Linked DNA regions of Pan troglodytes: region 2 is linked to region 1. A link is a contact called in public Hi-C data. All regions are on one chromosome and are shown on one strand. The core of a region is the stretch at or near the end of the contact, and the rest is flanking DNA. Distances in the headings are between cores, read along the strand shown.

Region 1 (6,826 bases), core at 2,031-4,530:
CAGGAGATCGAGGCTGCAAGTAAGTCATGATTGTGCCACTGCACTCCAGCCTGGGCAACAGAGTGAGACCCTGTCTCCAAAAAAAAAAATCTAGCCCTGTGTTTCCTAACATCGGTGTGAGGCACCCCCATACCTCTCTTCCCACTTTTTTTTAAGACAGGGTCCTGCCCTGTTGTCCAGGTTGGAGTACAGTGGCAGCATGATCATAGCTCACTGAAGCCTAGACCTCTTGGGCTCAAGTGCTTTTCCTGAGTAGCTGGGACTACAATGCACACCACCATGACCGGCTAATTTTATTTTTTGTAGAGACAGGGTCTCACTATGTTTCCCAGTCTGGTCTTGAACTTCTGAGCTCAAAAGATCATCCTGCCTCAGCCTCCCGAGTAGCTAGGACTAGAGGCTCATGCCACCATACCCGGCTAATTTTTATTTTTAGTAGAGACAAAAACCTCACTTACGTTGCCCAAACTATTCTCAAACTCCTGGACTCAAGCAATCCTGCCTCCGCCTCCAAAAGTGTTGGGATTACAGGTGTGAGCCACTGCATCTGGCCCATAGATCTTTTTTTTTTTTTTGAGATGGAGTCTCAACTGTTGCAGGGGCTAGTGTGTAGTGGCACAATCTCGGCTCACTGCAACCTCTGCATCCCGGGTTCAAGCGATTCTCCTGCCTCAGCCTCCCGAGTAGCTAGGATTACAGGCGCCAGCCACCATGCCCAGCCTGGCTAATTTTTTGTATTTTTAATAGAGACAGGGTTTCACTATGTTGGCCAGGCTGGTCTTGAACTCCTGAACTCGTGATCCACCCGCCTCGGCCTCCCAAAGTGCTGGGATTACAGGCGTGAGCCATGGCGCCCGGCTGCTTTTTTTTTTTTTTTTTTTTTAAGACAGTCTCGCTGGAGTGCAGTGGCAGAATCTCGGCTCACTGCAACCTCTGCCTCCCGGGTTCAAGCGATTCTTGTGCCTCGACCTACTAGTAGCTGGAATTACAGGTGTGAGCCACCACACCTGGCCAGATCTTTCTTAATACCTCAAAACAACTAGGAATTTGGGCTGGGCATGGTGGCTCACGCCTGTAATCCCAGCACTTTGGGAGGCCAAGGTGGGTGGATCACTTGAGGACAGGAGTTCAAGACCAGCCTGGCCAACATGGCAAAACCCCATCTCCACTAGAAATGCAAAACCTAGCCAGGTGTGGTGGCACACACCTGTAATTCCAGCTACTTGGGAGGCTGAGGCAGGAGAATCATTTGAACCCAGGAGGCGGAGGTTGCAGTGAGCTGAGACCACGCCACTGCACTACAGCCTGGGCAACAGAGCAAGACTTCGTCTCAAAAAACAAAAAAAAACAGCTAGGTTTGGCTACAAAGGATTCACAGGGAATTGGAGACTGCAGTTGGAACAGAGTTTTCCCAAAAAGCAACAGGGCTTCTGCCTCCTGGGCTTAGCAGATGTGACCTTGGACAAGTTACTAAGCCTTTCTGAGCTTCATTTTTCTCATCTGTAGGATGAGGTGTCTCCAGGTTATTGTGAAGATGTGTATATGCGGTGCTTTATGAACCACAAAGCTGCATGTGGTTGTCAGGTTCCTTCTTCTGGCCTTGTGAGCTGGAGACACACACACACATTTCTCCCCAAACTGTCTCAGCCCCCAGGCACCTACTGCAAGGACTCGGGGATCGTGCAGAGGTGCAAAGGAGTCGTGCCCTCCTCAGTCAGCACATTAGCCTTGGCTCCGAAGGTCAGCAGCAGCCGCACACAGTCAAACTGGGCCCGGGCACAGGCCTCATGCAAGGCAGCGCGACCCCCGACACGGGCATCCAGCTCAGCTCCCTGCCGGATCAGGTGTCGAGCACAGTCTGTGTAGCCTCGGGCTGTAGCGATGGCGAGGGGTGCCGTCTGCTTGGTCTTGGGGGTCAGCACCCAGAACCCTAGGGAGAGCAAATAGTTTTGGGAGGTGGTGTATAAGACAGGGCAGGGCAAGGAGTGGGGATGCTGGTTCCAGCTGACAGCTGACACTGGCCTTCCCTCTGCATGGTTTGCTGAGCACAAACACTGCCAGGCTGTACCTGTGGAAAGGGGCTTATTCAAGTCCTGAAGTGGAAGAATAAATTGGAACAGCCTTTTAATACAGCTTATCAATCTGTAACAAAACATAGTATGTGTCATAAAAAAATTAATTGCTGTATAAAACCACAGGGGCCAACTAAGTAGAGTGACTCCCATTAAGGAAATCTCAGTGTCTTTGAATGGCCAGTAGTGTCAAAGGCTTGTTCACCTTGGGGCCTGGGGTGGTGGCTCACACCTGTAATCCTAGCACTTTGGGAGGCCAAGGCGGGATGATCACTTGACCTCAGGAGTTCGAGATGAGCCTGGGCAACATAGTGAGACCTTGTCTCTCTTTTTTTTTTTTTTTTTTTTTAGGCAGGGTCTCGCTCTGTCCCCCAGGCTGGAATGCAGTGGCGCTATCTTGGCTCACTGCAAGCTCCGCCTCCTGGGTTTAAGTGATTCTTCTGCCTCAGCTGCTGAGTAGCTGGGATTACAGGTGCGCACCACCATGCCCGGCTAATTTTTCTATTTTTAGTAGAGATGGGGTTTTACCATGTTGGTCAGGCTGGTCTCAAACTTATGACTTCGTGATCCGCCTGCCTTGGCCTCCCAAAGTGCTGGGATTACAGGCGTGAGCCACTGCCCGGTCAACTTTTAATTCTTAAAAGACATACAGACTGCTAACCCTGCCTCATCTCTGTTAGGAGGGAGCTAGGATAGGTGGTGGAAAGGGCTGCTATAGTCTGTGGTCTGCAGGGAAGGAGGGGCCTAGACTCTCCCCCTTCCCCACCCACTCCCCTTCTTTCTCCCTCCTCTTCTGCCCTCTTCTGGTGCCCCCTACCCTGTTCAGCCGACCAGGCCAGCTGGTTGCTCACAGTCTCCACAATCATGTTGGCGGCCTCTTCATCTTGGAACAGGGCTTGGACCTGCTGCAGGTTGCCGGAGAAGAGGGCATGGTGGACAGCTGGGTCTCGGCAGGAATGGTGAGGCCTAGTGAGTCGGGCCCGGGGACTTGACGGGCACCTGCGGCTCCGGCACTGCTGGGCAGCCGCCCGCCGCCGGTCCTCCCATTCTAGCCACTCCTGCTGCAGGCGGAGAGAGCGCAGCGTGGAGGAGGTGAAGGGGAAGGTCTCTCTTGCCATGGATGGGGCCCAGGGGTTTGGGCAGTGGCACCTGGGCAGAGCCAGGTTCCCTCGACCCGACTACCTCCCTTGCTCTGAGGAGCCACCCTGCCCCCGCCACCGTGAGCCAGAGAAAGCAGCAGCTGAGGCTATAAATAGGTCCTTTGCTGCTCTGGTAAACATGGTTTGCTCAGAGTCATGATCCTGGTGCTGAGAAGCTGCTGGCCCAACCCCCAGCCCAGGGTGAGGGCCAGCCCCTGCCCCTGCCGATACCCTTTGGTTGGTCAGCAGGCCCTCAGCTGAGGCCACCCCCGAACCCCAGCATCTGCATCCACCTTCATCTCTAGAGCGAGCATCTTGGGTTAGCAAGGTCCAGGGTGCGCGAAAAGGTCAGTCATGGAGATGGGCGGGGCTGGGAGGAAGACAGGGTGCCTCCAGCCTCTCTGATGTTGGCTGGAGGGCAGGAGCCACCACTGGCCCACGTGGAGGAGAGAGGGCTGACCTCAGCACAGGAGGTAAGGGGAGGTCAAGGCAGAGTTACTGAGAAGGTGAGCAGCTCTTCCCAGCATCTGCAGTAACAGCAATAACTCTGTACATATGCACAGAGTTTCACGGTGTTTAAATCACATTCATATCCACCTTCACCCAGGGGACCATACTTCCCAGCCCACCCAATAATTAGTAAACTTGGTTTGGACAATAAATGAAATTATCACAGTTGAATGCCCCTGAGATGGGTGGTCTTATCTCTGTTTTACAGATGAGGAATTTAAGGCTTAACAAAGTAATCTACTGGCTCAAGGTCACATTTTGTGAGAGGCAGAGCCAGGACCCCACATAGATGGTGTGCTTTGGGCCAAGAATGGTGGCTCATGCCTGTAATCCTAGCACTTTGGGAGGCCAAGACAGGAGGATTGCTTGAGCCTAGGAGTTTGAGACAATCCTGGGCAACACAGTGAGACCTATATCTTTTTTTTTTTTTTTTTTTTTTTTGAGACAGAGTCTCACCCTGTCTCCCATGCTGGAGTGCAATGGCACGATCTTGGCTCACTGCAACCTCCGCCTCCCGGGCTCAAACGATTCTCTTGCCTCAGCCTCCTGAGTAGCTGGGATTATAGGCACCCGCCACCATGCCCAGCTAAATTTTGTATTTTTAGTAGAGATTTAATTTAGGGTTTCACCATGTTGGCCAGGCTGGTCTCGAACTCCTGACCTCGTGGTCTGCCCGCCTCGGCCTCCCAAAGTGCTAGGATTATAGGCGTAAGCCACCACCCCCTGCCTCTCCATCTCTTAAAAAAAGAAGAAAAAAAAAAAAAAGATGGTGCACTTTTTGGCTTCAGCTGCTGCAGCCACCTGGCAGCCTCCCCCATTCTCCAAGCAGGACAGACTAGTCTGTAGAAACTGCCTTCAATCATCCTTTTTTTTTTTTTTCTCATGGTGTCACCCAGTCTGGAGTGCAGTAGGGTGATCTTGGCTCACTGAAACCTCCGTTTCCTGGGGTTCAAGCGATTCTCCTGCCTTAGCCGCCTGAGTAGCTGGGATTATAGGTGCATGCCACCATGCCCAGCTGATTTTTGTATTTTTATTTTTATTTTATTTTTTTTTTTGAGATGGAGTCTCGCTCTGTCACCCAGGCTGGAGTGCAGTGGCGCGACCTCGGCTCACTGCAAGCTCCGCTTCCCAGGTTCACGCCATTCTCCTGCCTCAGCCTCCCGAGTAGCTGGGACCACAGGCGCCTGCCACCACGCCTGGCTAATCTTTTGTATTTTTAGTGAGACAAGGTTTCGCCGTATTAGCCAAGAATAGGATGGTTTCGATCTCCTGACCTCATGATCCGCCCGCCTCGGCCTCCCAAAGTGCTGGGATCACAGGAGTGAGCCACCGCGCCCGGCCGATTTTTGTATTTTTGGTAGTCGGTTTCGCCATGTTGGCCAGGCTGGTCTGAAACTCCTGACTTCAGGAGATCTGCCCGCCTCGGCCTCCCAAAGTGTTGGTATTACAGGCGTGAGCCACAGCTCCCGGCCCCTTCAATCATCCTTGATTTATTTTTTTAACCCAGCTGCTAAGGAGGCTCACATGGCCGGCCTGAGGAGAGCCTACGGGTTGAGCTGGAAACTCTGGGAATGGACCTAAGATGTTTAAGCCACAGACCTGTTCACTCTTAGGAGAAAGCAGCTGTGCTTCCAGGAGCCTCTAGGGGGAGGAATGAAGCCGTGAAACCACACAAGCTGGTGTGCCTGCCAAGCTGGGGAAGGGGAGGGCTCAAAAGCTCTGCTCACCCTGAGCTCACTCAGTGCACAGCGGCCTGCAGGCAGGGCTGGTCTGTCCCCTCTGCATCTGGGGCTCCTCCTGGCCCTTCTCCCGCTGCCTGTCCTGCCTCCTGGCCCTGCAGCAGCACCTTGCCCAGTGATCTTTTATTTCTTCCTCTCCCTAGGCCCTTCCCACAAGCAAGTTCTAGCTCCTGTTCTTACATTTTCAGGGACTGTCTCAAGTTCAGCCCCTCGATGTAATGCCTTAAACCTGGATCAACTCAGCCTTTCACCTGGTGTTTCTTCCTCTGGCCATATCCCTTCTGCTCCGCTGCCGCAATGATCTGTCTAAAATGGTTAATTCCCTTGCTTAAAAACTTCTGCTGCCTTCCAATACCTGTCCTTTCATTTTTTTAAAATAGGGCTCCAAATCCTGGCCTCAAGCAGTCCTCCCAAGTCAGCCTCCTGAATTGCTGGGATTACAGGTGTGAGCCACTGCACCTGGCCTGCCCTTTTCAACTAAGCCCCCAATTCCTTGGTTTGGCCCCATGCCACTCACGTAGGGTAGGCATCCTCATCACGCATGGCTCCCCACAACCATTCCCTGTCAGGCCATTCCCTTAGCTCAGAATTCCCTCAACACCTTCCTGAGGATCTACCCCTAAGGTCACCTGCTCTGAGAGGTCTCTTCGGCAACCCATTGCCTGACTCTTATAGTTCCAGCCACTGCCCAATCTGCACTCCTGAAGGACTCAGGGGCACGCTGTAAAGCACCTATCTGTGCTGTTGATGTGGGTCTGCCATGCTGGATGTGGGCTCCAGAGCAGGCCCTGGCAGTCAGAGCACTTGGCTCATGGCAGGTGGGCCTCTTATGTGTAGTGCATTGAACGAAGGTCCCTATTCTCTGCCAGAGCAAACACTCATCCATCCACCCGCCTGCCCAAGTGGGTGGCAGCAGCCTGGGCTTTTTCCGGCATTGCCCCTACTCCACTGTTCACCTACTCTCTGCCTGGCTCCAGCCTCTTGGTGGCAGTCCAGGGTGGGGGATCCCAGAGGAGGAATTAGATCATACAAAGCAAAGCCTGGAGGTCCTCAGAGAAAGATGCCTCTATAAATGCAGCCGTGATGAACCCTGTTGGCACCCATTTGGTGTGTTAATTGCCACACCAACGGCCTGGCTGGGCACCCACAGCTGGGTTCCCAGGGTTGAGAATCTGGCAAGGCTGGGTGAGACCAAGAGGGGCCAAGGCAGGTGGGTGTCCCCTTCCTCCCTGAGGCACACAAGAGTCATAGCCTAGCCCCTCCCCTGCCTTCTTGCCACACAGACCTGAAGGAGCTAGGTACCCTAACAGCTTAGTCCCAAGATACCACTGTATTCAGTCCCCTTGTCTGTAGAGTTAGCTTCCTG
Region 2 (6,826 bases), core at 1,275-3,774, 230 kb after region 1:
CCTCTACCCGCCAAACCCAAGGCCAGGCTGAGACCAGCCACCAATTCACACCCTTGTTTTGCAAGTGGAAAACCTCAGTCCAGAGAAAGGCCCGGGCTTGCTGAGACAGAATGACTTTCATATTTACTTTGTGGAATATAAGTTGTCTGGTGAAGCATTATTGCTCTTCTTGTTAACCAAAATCAAAATTGAGAGGGTCAAGGCAGAACACTGATGTTTGCTGAGCCTTCCTTTATTCTCCCTATCTTCAGATGGGTGTGATGAGCCTATTTTACTGAGAGGAAAAGTGAAGCTCAGAGAGGCTAAATAAATTACTTTCCCAGGCTCACAGAGCCAGCCAATGGCAGAGCCAGGCTTTGGACCCAGGTCTGTCTGACTCTAAGCCCACCCTGCCAGATCCCTGGAGTTTCACCTCCAGTCCCCTCTTCCCCAACAGTCCCCCCCATCTCCCAACTTCTTGGTATACTGATCTGGGACAGCAGAACGTCAGCAGTCATAAGTCCTTAGCTCCGTACTTGGTGTCACCATGTCATTCAGACACAGCCAGTTACCACTCCTTGGCCTAAGCAGGGGAGGGAGACTGGGGGTTGGGAAGAGACGCTGGGCAGGGGAGACTCAGGGGCTTCTGGTGGGGATGGATTAGTGGGGTTGAGAATCTAAGCCAGAATTCAGAACCTTGGTAGCTATGAGATCTTGAGCAAGCGTCTTTACCTCTGTGAGCCTCAGGTTTCTCAGCCAAAAAGTGGGAAATTATAACAATACTTTGACGGCCCCACTTAGGAAAAAAAAACAGTCCAGGTTTGGAGTTAAATTTTGGGGTTAGATTTTGTTTCAAACCCTGGATCGCCCACTGACTGGCTGTGTGGTTTGGGGCCAGTGATTTGACATCTCTGAGCAGATTTCAGATCCTGAATCTGTAAAATGGGTTGTTGTGGGGATTTAGTGAGGTGACTGAGCTGGCAGCACTTTGGAAAATGTGAGGCTTTACAAATGAAGCTGGTTTTTAGCACTTCCCTGGAATGGGGGCTCTGAGATGGGGAGGGAAATGGATACTGGAAACCGGCACCCCCTCAACATTTCCCCTGAACCCAGGCACATGAGTTCTCATTCTGCATCCTATGCACCCACCAAATGGGTTTCTCCAAGCCTGGCACCCCACTCCCTTCCACCTTGCCTGAGGACCTGAGGCCCCTTCCCTCTTCCCACCTTGTTCTAGTTGCAAGCTGCAGAGGATGGCCTGAGTTTCCATTCTTCAGCCTGGAGGCTCTGGCTGTGGCCTCAATCTTCCAGCTGCAGCCTCAATCTTCTGCCCCAAGAGAATCCGTTGGATGATTTGGGTTGATCTTTGGGAGGCAGGAGAGCTAGTTCCAAGGCCTGTGACCAAAACCTTTCAGTCACTCTCAAGTCCCAGAACCCCATCTTTTTTGAACCAAGCCTGCTCTGGTGCCCAAAGGGAAGGGGTGTCAGTGATGGGGGCCCACAGGAGACTTTTACTGTGGTCCAGTTTTATCTGTTATGCTGCTGGTCTGGCACCCACAGAACTGCCCTGTCCCCCTCCCGTCTCTGGCCTCAGTACTGGCGTTGCCAGTATCAGGAGACAGTGAGAGGAGGGGTGAGGGCTTCGGAGCGAGAGAGGCTGACAGGAGGCGGGGACTCTGGGGGGCTGAGGACTATAAAGCGGCCCAGCTGAGGGCAGGGGCCCATCCGGCCTGAGGCAGGTGCTCGCTTGGTCTAGTGCCCATTTACTCTGGACTCTGGGTAAGTGGGCTCAGCCTGCCTGGGGCTCTGGGGGCCTCCCCCAGGCTGGGGCCTAGGATGGAGAGGAGGTGGTGCTTTGCAGGGCCAGGGGCCTTGGGAGGCCTAAGGTCCTGCTTGGGTCTTGCTTTCTGCATCTGGACAGACCTGTCATGCTAGAAGAGCCGTCTGCTGACTGCACGTGTGTGTGCACACTCGTGTGCATGGCTATGAACTGGAATGTGTGACTGTGACCTTGTGAGTGACTGGGGTCCCTGTGTGAGTGCCTTTGCTGGTCTGTGCAGGACGACATGGACAATAGCGTCTTCTCCAGGACCCATATCTGTGTCTCTATCGCAGGGTGGAGGGCCAGACCCACAAGGCCATGGATTTCTGTCCTTGGCTTCCCGAGTTCATTCTGTGTCCCCCACCCTGTGGGTTACCTGGCATGCCCTTATTCCCACTAGCTGCTGCCTCCTGGGAGCCATGAGGCCCTGGATGTCATGAGTCCCGTGTCTCCAGGACTCACATCCCCATTTTCTCTGCTATACTTTTCTAACTTGCGAGGCCCTGGCTTGCTGGGCTGCTCACAGGACAGGCTGTACGTGCCTTCAGAGCAGTGTCTAGGAGGTGGAGTGGTCAGCTTAGAGTGGCCCTTTGCTCTGCCCCCTTGTCCCCAGGCTTGGAGAAATGGATGATGGGCTAAGGGGCTGGATAGTTGGGCCCTGCTTCCTGGGCACGGGAAAATCTGCAGCCCGGGCTCTCCACTTCCCCTCTGCTTGCTCCTCAGATGGCTGCCGCACGCCTCTGCCTCTCCCTGCTGCTCCTGTCCACCTGCGTGGCTCTGTTACTACAGCCACTGCTGGGTGCCCAGGGAGCCCCGCTGGAGCCAGTGTACCCAGGGGACAATGCCACACCAGAGCAGATGGCCCAGTATGCAGCTGATCTCCGTAGATACATCAACATGCTGACCAGGCCTAGGTGTGTGCCACAGTTGGGGAGAGAGATCCCAGCCCCTGGGACCCTGGGCCCACTCCACATTCCTGGCCACACCCTATCCCCAGCCCCAGCCCCAGCCCCTTCCAGGCCTGCTCTTGGGAAAACAGGGCATCTGTGCTGAACAGGCCTAGACCAATGTGCCCTGGGCAAGATGGTGCCTACAGGCAGATATGAAACAGGTGGGCTGGCACCTGGGCACAGTGCTTGCCCCTGCTGCCTCTTCCCTCCCAGGTATGGGAAAAGACACAAAGAGGATACGCTGGCCTTCTCGGAGTGGGGGTCCCCACATGCTGCTGTCCCCAGGTGAGTTTGACTCCCTGCCCTGTCTGTCCAGCTCCCTGGGGCTGAAATGGGGGTGGTGGGACTGAATCAGGGCTTGGAAAGGTGTAGTGGGGGGTGGAAGAGGGAGAACAGGAGCCCAGGGCCAGCCTGAGGCCTCCTGAGGGCACGAGGCCTACCCCCTACACTGCCATGTTCTGCCCTGTCCTCACAGGGAGCTCAGCCCGCTGGACTTGTAATGCCACCTTCTGTCTCCTACGACTCCATGAGCAGCGCCAGCCCAGCTCTCCCCTCCGCACCCTTGGCTCTGGCCAAAGCTTGCTCCCTGCTCCCACACAGGCTCAATAAAGCAAGTCAAAGCCACAGCCTGTCCTGTGTCTCTGTGGACCCCTGGTGGGAGCAGCAGGAAGTGCCAAATGCATGGGAGAGAAAGGGGAGGGCAGGGCAGGGCAGAGGAAAAGGGGATCATCCAGAACGTTGGCGGGGGTCATCAGAGTCACTCAACTCATCCTCTCCCCTTCGCAGAGGGAAAAGTGGTGGCCAGAGGAAGGCAGGGACTCCTCTGAGCAGATGGTCCTTCATGGTCCTTCAGCAAGTCTGTGAAGTGGCAGTCTTGAATCTTCCCAGTTCAGCACCCATAGACCTTCCCGACACAGCCTGATGACAACCTTTCCCCAAGTGCACCCCTCACCAGTGCCTTACTGCAGCCTAGGCAGCAGAAGCACCAAAATTTATACGAAAGCATCCTTGGCATGGGGGCAGGGGCACAGCCCAGCCTGGAAGAACGATTCTGGTGCTATGGCAGTCATGGCTGCATCCAGGGGCCTGAGCTGCCGTCCAGAAATTTGGAGAGAATGGGCTGCCCTGAGAGGTAGTGAAGTCCTGGGCACAGGAGGTATTCAAGCTGCTGTGGAAGGGGAGGAGGCTAGATTAGCTGAGAGTTCCAGCCACCATGAGTTGAATCTGTAGATTGTACACTGCAGCCCTGGGAGGACAAGGACCTGGATCCTGCCCCAGGGAGGACTTCCCAGATTCCCAGAGAACCCATCTTTTCCTGGCCCTTCTCAGGCACCCTGAATAGGTGGGGACAGTGTGCGTGTGCATGTGTGTGTACGCGCATGTGTAAAGGGGAGAAGTGAGGGAACTAGAATGTTTCTGGTTCCTAGAAAGGCTTCTCCTGCCTCCCCCACATGCTTGGTCTCAAGGGATGGGGTTATGGGTTTGGAGGATGAGGGGTCCACTTTCCTGGGCTCAGCACCTTGCACAGAAATGGAAATGACACACAATTGTGTTTCCCCTCAAGTCCTACTCCATCTGGTGTGTGCAAATGACCTGGAAGTAGAAACAGGTCCTAAAGGGCAAAGAGCTTCTAGAGGATGCAGCTGCTTGGCTCAGATTGATTTTTTGTTTGTTTTTGGAGACAGGATCTTGCTCTGTCACCCAGGCTGGAGTACAGTGGCATGATCACAGCTCACCATAGCTTTGACCTCCTGGGCTCAAGCGATCCTCCTGCCTCAGCCTCCCAAACAGCTGGAGCTACAGGCACATGCCACCACACCCAGCAAATTTTTTTATTTTTTAGAGACAGGGTCTTGCTATGTTGCCCAGCGTGGTCTTAAACTCCTGGGCTCCAGCGATCTGCTCACCTCGGCCTCCCAAAATGCTGGGATTACAGGTGTGAGCCACTGTGCCCAGCCTCAGGTTGATTCTTAAATCCAAAGACGTCTGGATAGAGAGATGCTTTCGCAAAAGAACGGTTTGAGTCTGGGAGAGGGAGCCTGAAGTCCCAGCATTTTCTCTGGCAGCTTAAGGGGATGCGCGGTGAATGGGGAGAGGAGTCTGGGCTGTTTGGTAGAAACTTGAGCCAGGTGGGAGTTGGGGTGTGTCTAGCTGAAGCCCCTTCTTTGAGGTTTCTTCTCTCACCTCTGCTCTCCCTCTGGGTTAGAGCCCCCCACACTGGTGCTGTCTGTGCAGGACTACAGGGGCAATAAGTGTCTTCTCCAGGACCCGTATCTGTGTCTCTACCATGGGGTGGAGGGCCAGACCCACAAGGCCATGTGTGGGTGGCGTGGGGGAAGGTGGATGGGTTGCCAGGGGAGGCAGGGGAGGACCCCCAACAGCTGAGGTCTTTTTCTCTCACAGCAGAAACTCCAGGGTCCCACTTCCCGTTCCATGGACTGGTCCCTCCCTGCCCGCAGGCCCACAGAAGTCACTGAAGCAACAAAAATTTGTCTTTATTGTTTTCACTGAGGGGATGAGGAGGGGTCGAGGCCCCTCTCAATACAAAGGGGTTGGTGGGCAGAGAGGCGTCTGGAGGCCAAGGCCCAGCCTGGAGAAAGAAGCCCCCCCCCACAGGGGTGCTGTGTCTCCCCGCATGCCCGCCCCCAGGAACTTCCTCTCGCTACCACCCAAGCTGCCCCGAGGCCCCTGGCTCGGTGCCCAGCATCCAGGCTGTCCTACCTGGGGCCCCGGGAGGAGGTCGGTGGTCGGGGTTCCGAGGTGTTCAGCCACTGGGGGTTCGTGGTGGTCCATGGTGGGGGTTTCGTGGCTTTCGATGGGGAGGTGTCCGTGGCGTTCGCAGTTTTCTTGTGGTTTTTAGATTTCTTCGGGCTGGGAACAAGTCTTTGCAGTCATGAGGCCGCTCCCAGAGCCCAGCTCAGGCCGCGATGTGCGTGGGGGTGCCTGGTGGCGTCCGTGTCCCCCCCCTGCGCCCCCCCCCCGCTTTCCTCCCTCCCTCCCTCCCTTCCTCACACTCTCCGCTGGCCCACCTGCTGTTGAAGAGCTTCCCCAAGTACTTATTGATGGAGCCTAAGTTCAGCCAACTGGCGGCCCTGGGCTGCGGCACTTGCAGCTCCTCGCCGAGGGCGCCCTCGGGCTGCATCAGCAGCGACACGAGGCCCGCTATGGCCAGAGCGAATGCGCAGCGCAGAGCAGGCATCTGGAGGGGGCGGGGCAGACAGAGCCGCGGGAGGTAACGTGATGCCGGGGCTGTGGTCAGCGCGGGACCCGGACCGGAGTTTGCAGGTGTTCCGCGCGGTGGGCAGGCTGGGGTGCAGGGGCGCTCAGACCGAGGGTCGTGTCTATTTCTGGGACACACACCAGAGCACGGACGCCTTAAGGGACATCCTGGTGCTCGGAGGAATGGTACACACCTGGACATGCCCGGTGATGCAGGCAGAGCATCGAGGCGCGGTGGCTCACGCCTGTAATCCCAGCACTTTGGGAAGCCGAGGCGGGCGGATAACCTGAGGTCAGGCGTTCAAGATCAGCCTGGCCAACATGGCGAAACCCCGTCTCTACTAAAAATACAAAAATTAGCCGGGCGTGGTGGTGGGCGCCTGTAATCCCAGCTACTCTGGGGGCTGAGGCAGGATAATTGCTGGAACCCGGGAGGTGGAGGTTTTAGTGAGCCGAGATTGCGCCACTGTACTCCACCCTGCCCAACAGAGCCAGACTTCGTCTCAAAAAAAGAAAAAAAAAGAAAAAAGAAAAAGAAAAAGAAAAAAAAAACGAACGAGGAGACACACCCTAAGGTGGATGCATGAGGACGGCATAAAGCCATTGGTCAGCTCCCTAACCTCACTGCCCTCTCTCTCGCAAACTCCTTGCTTATCCCCCTCCTTTCTCCCTGCTGTTCCCGCAAAATGACGGTCACTCTGTTCTCTGCCTGGAAGACTCTTCCTCCAGACATCCTCATGGCCAGCTCTGTCTCCCCTTGTAAGCATTAGCTCAAAATCCACCTTTTGAATGGATCCTACCCTGACACCCCTATTTATAATTGCAACCTGGCCGGGCGCGGTGGCTCACGCCTGTA

Evidence for each region. Hi-C and Micro-C count contacts between places; a contact is called where the count stands out from the background.
Region 2: a Hi-C map of stem cell-derived neural progenitor cells shows a contact between it and region 1, with 7 times the contacts expected there. The contact joins the promoter of PPY here to the promoter of ASB16 in region 1. A contact is called at or near these places in 2 of 7 Hi-C or Micro-C datasets (induced pluripotent stem cells and stem cell-derived neural progenitor cells) and 1 of 1 datasets of contacts at active chromatin or transcription factors (stem cell-derived excitatory neurons).

Annotation. Positions count from the first base shown.
Region 1 is chr19:23,723,351-23,730,176 of NHGRI_mPanTro3-v2.0_pri, forward strand. ASB16 (ankyrin repeat and SOCS box containing 16) reads right to left here and starts at 3,281. Exons shown (of 5, transcript XM_511545.8): 1 at 2,890-3,281; 2 at 1,663-1,930. The coding sequence starts at 3,190.
Region 2 is chr19:23,952,643-23,959,468 of NHGRI_mPanTro3-v2.0_pri, forward strand. It overlaps PPY (pancreatic polypeptide), which reads left to right and starts at 2,525. Exons shown (of 3, transcript XM_003315411.6): 1 at 2,525-2,715; 2 at 2,965-3,036; 3 at 3,227-3,375. The coding sequence starts at 2,525. The coding sequence ends at 3,251.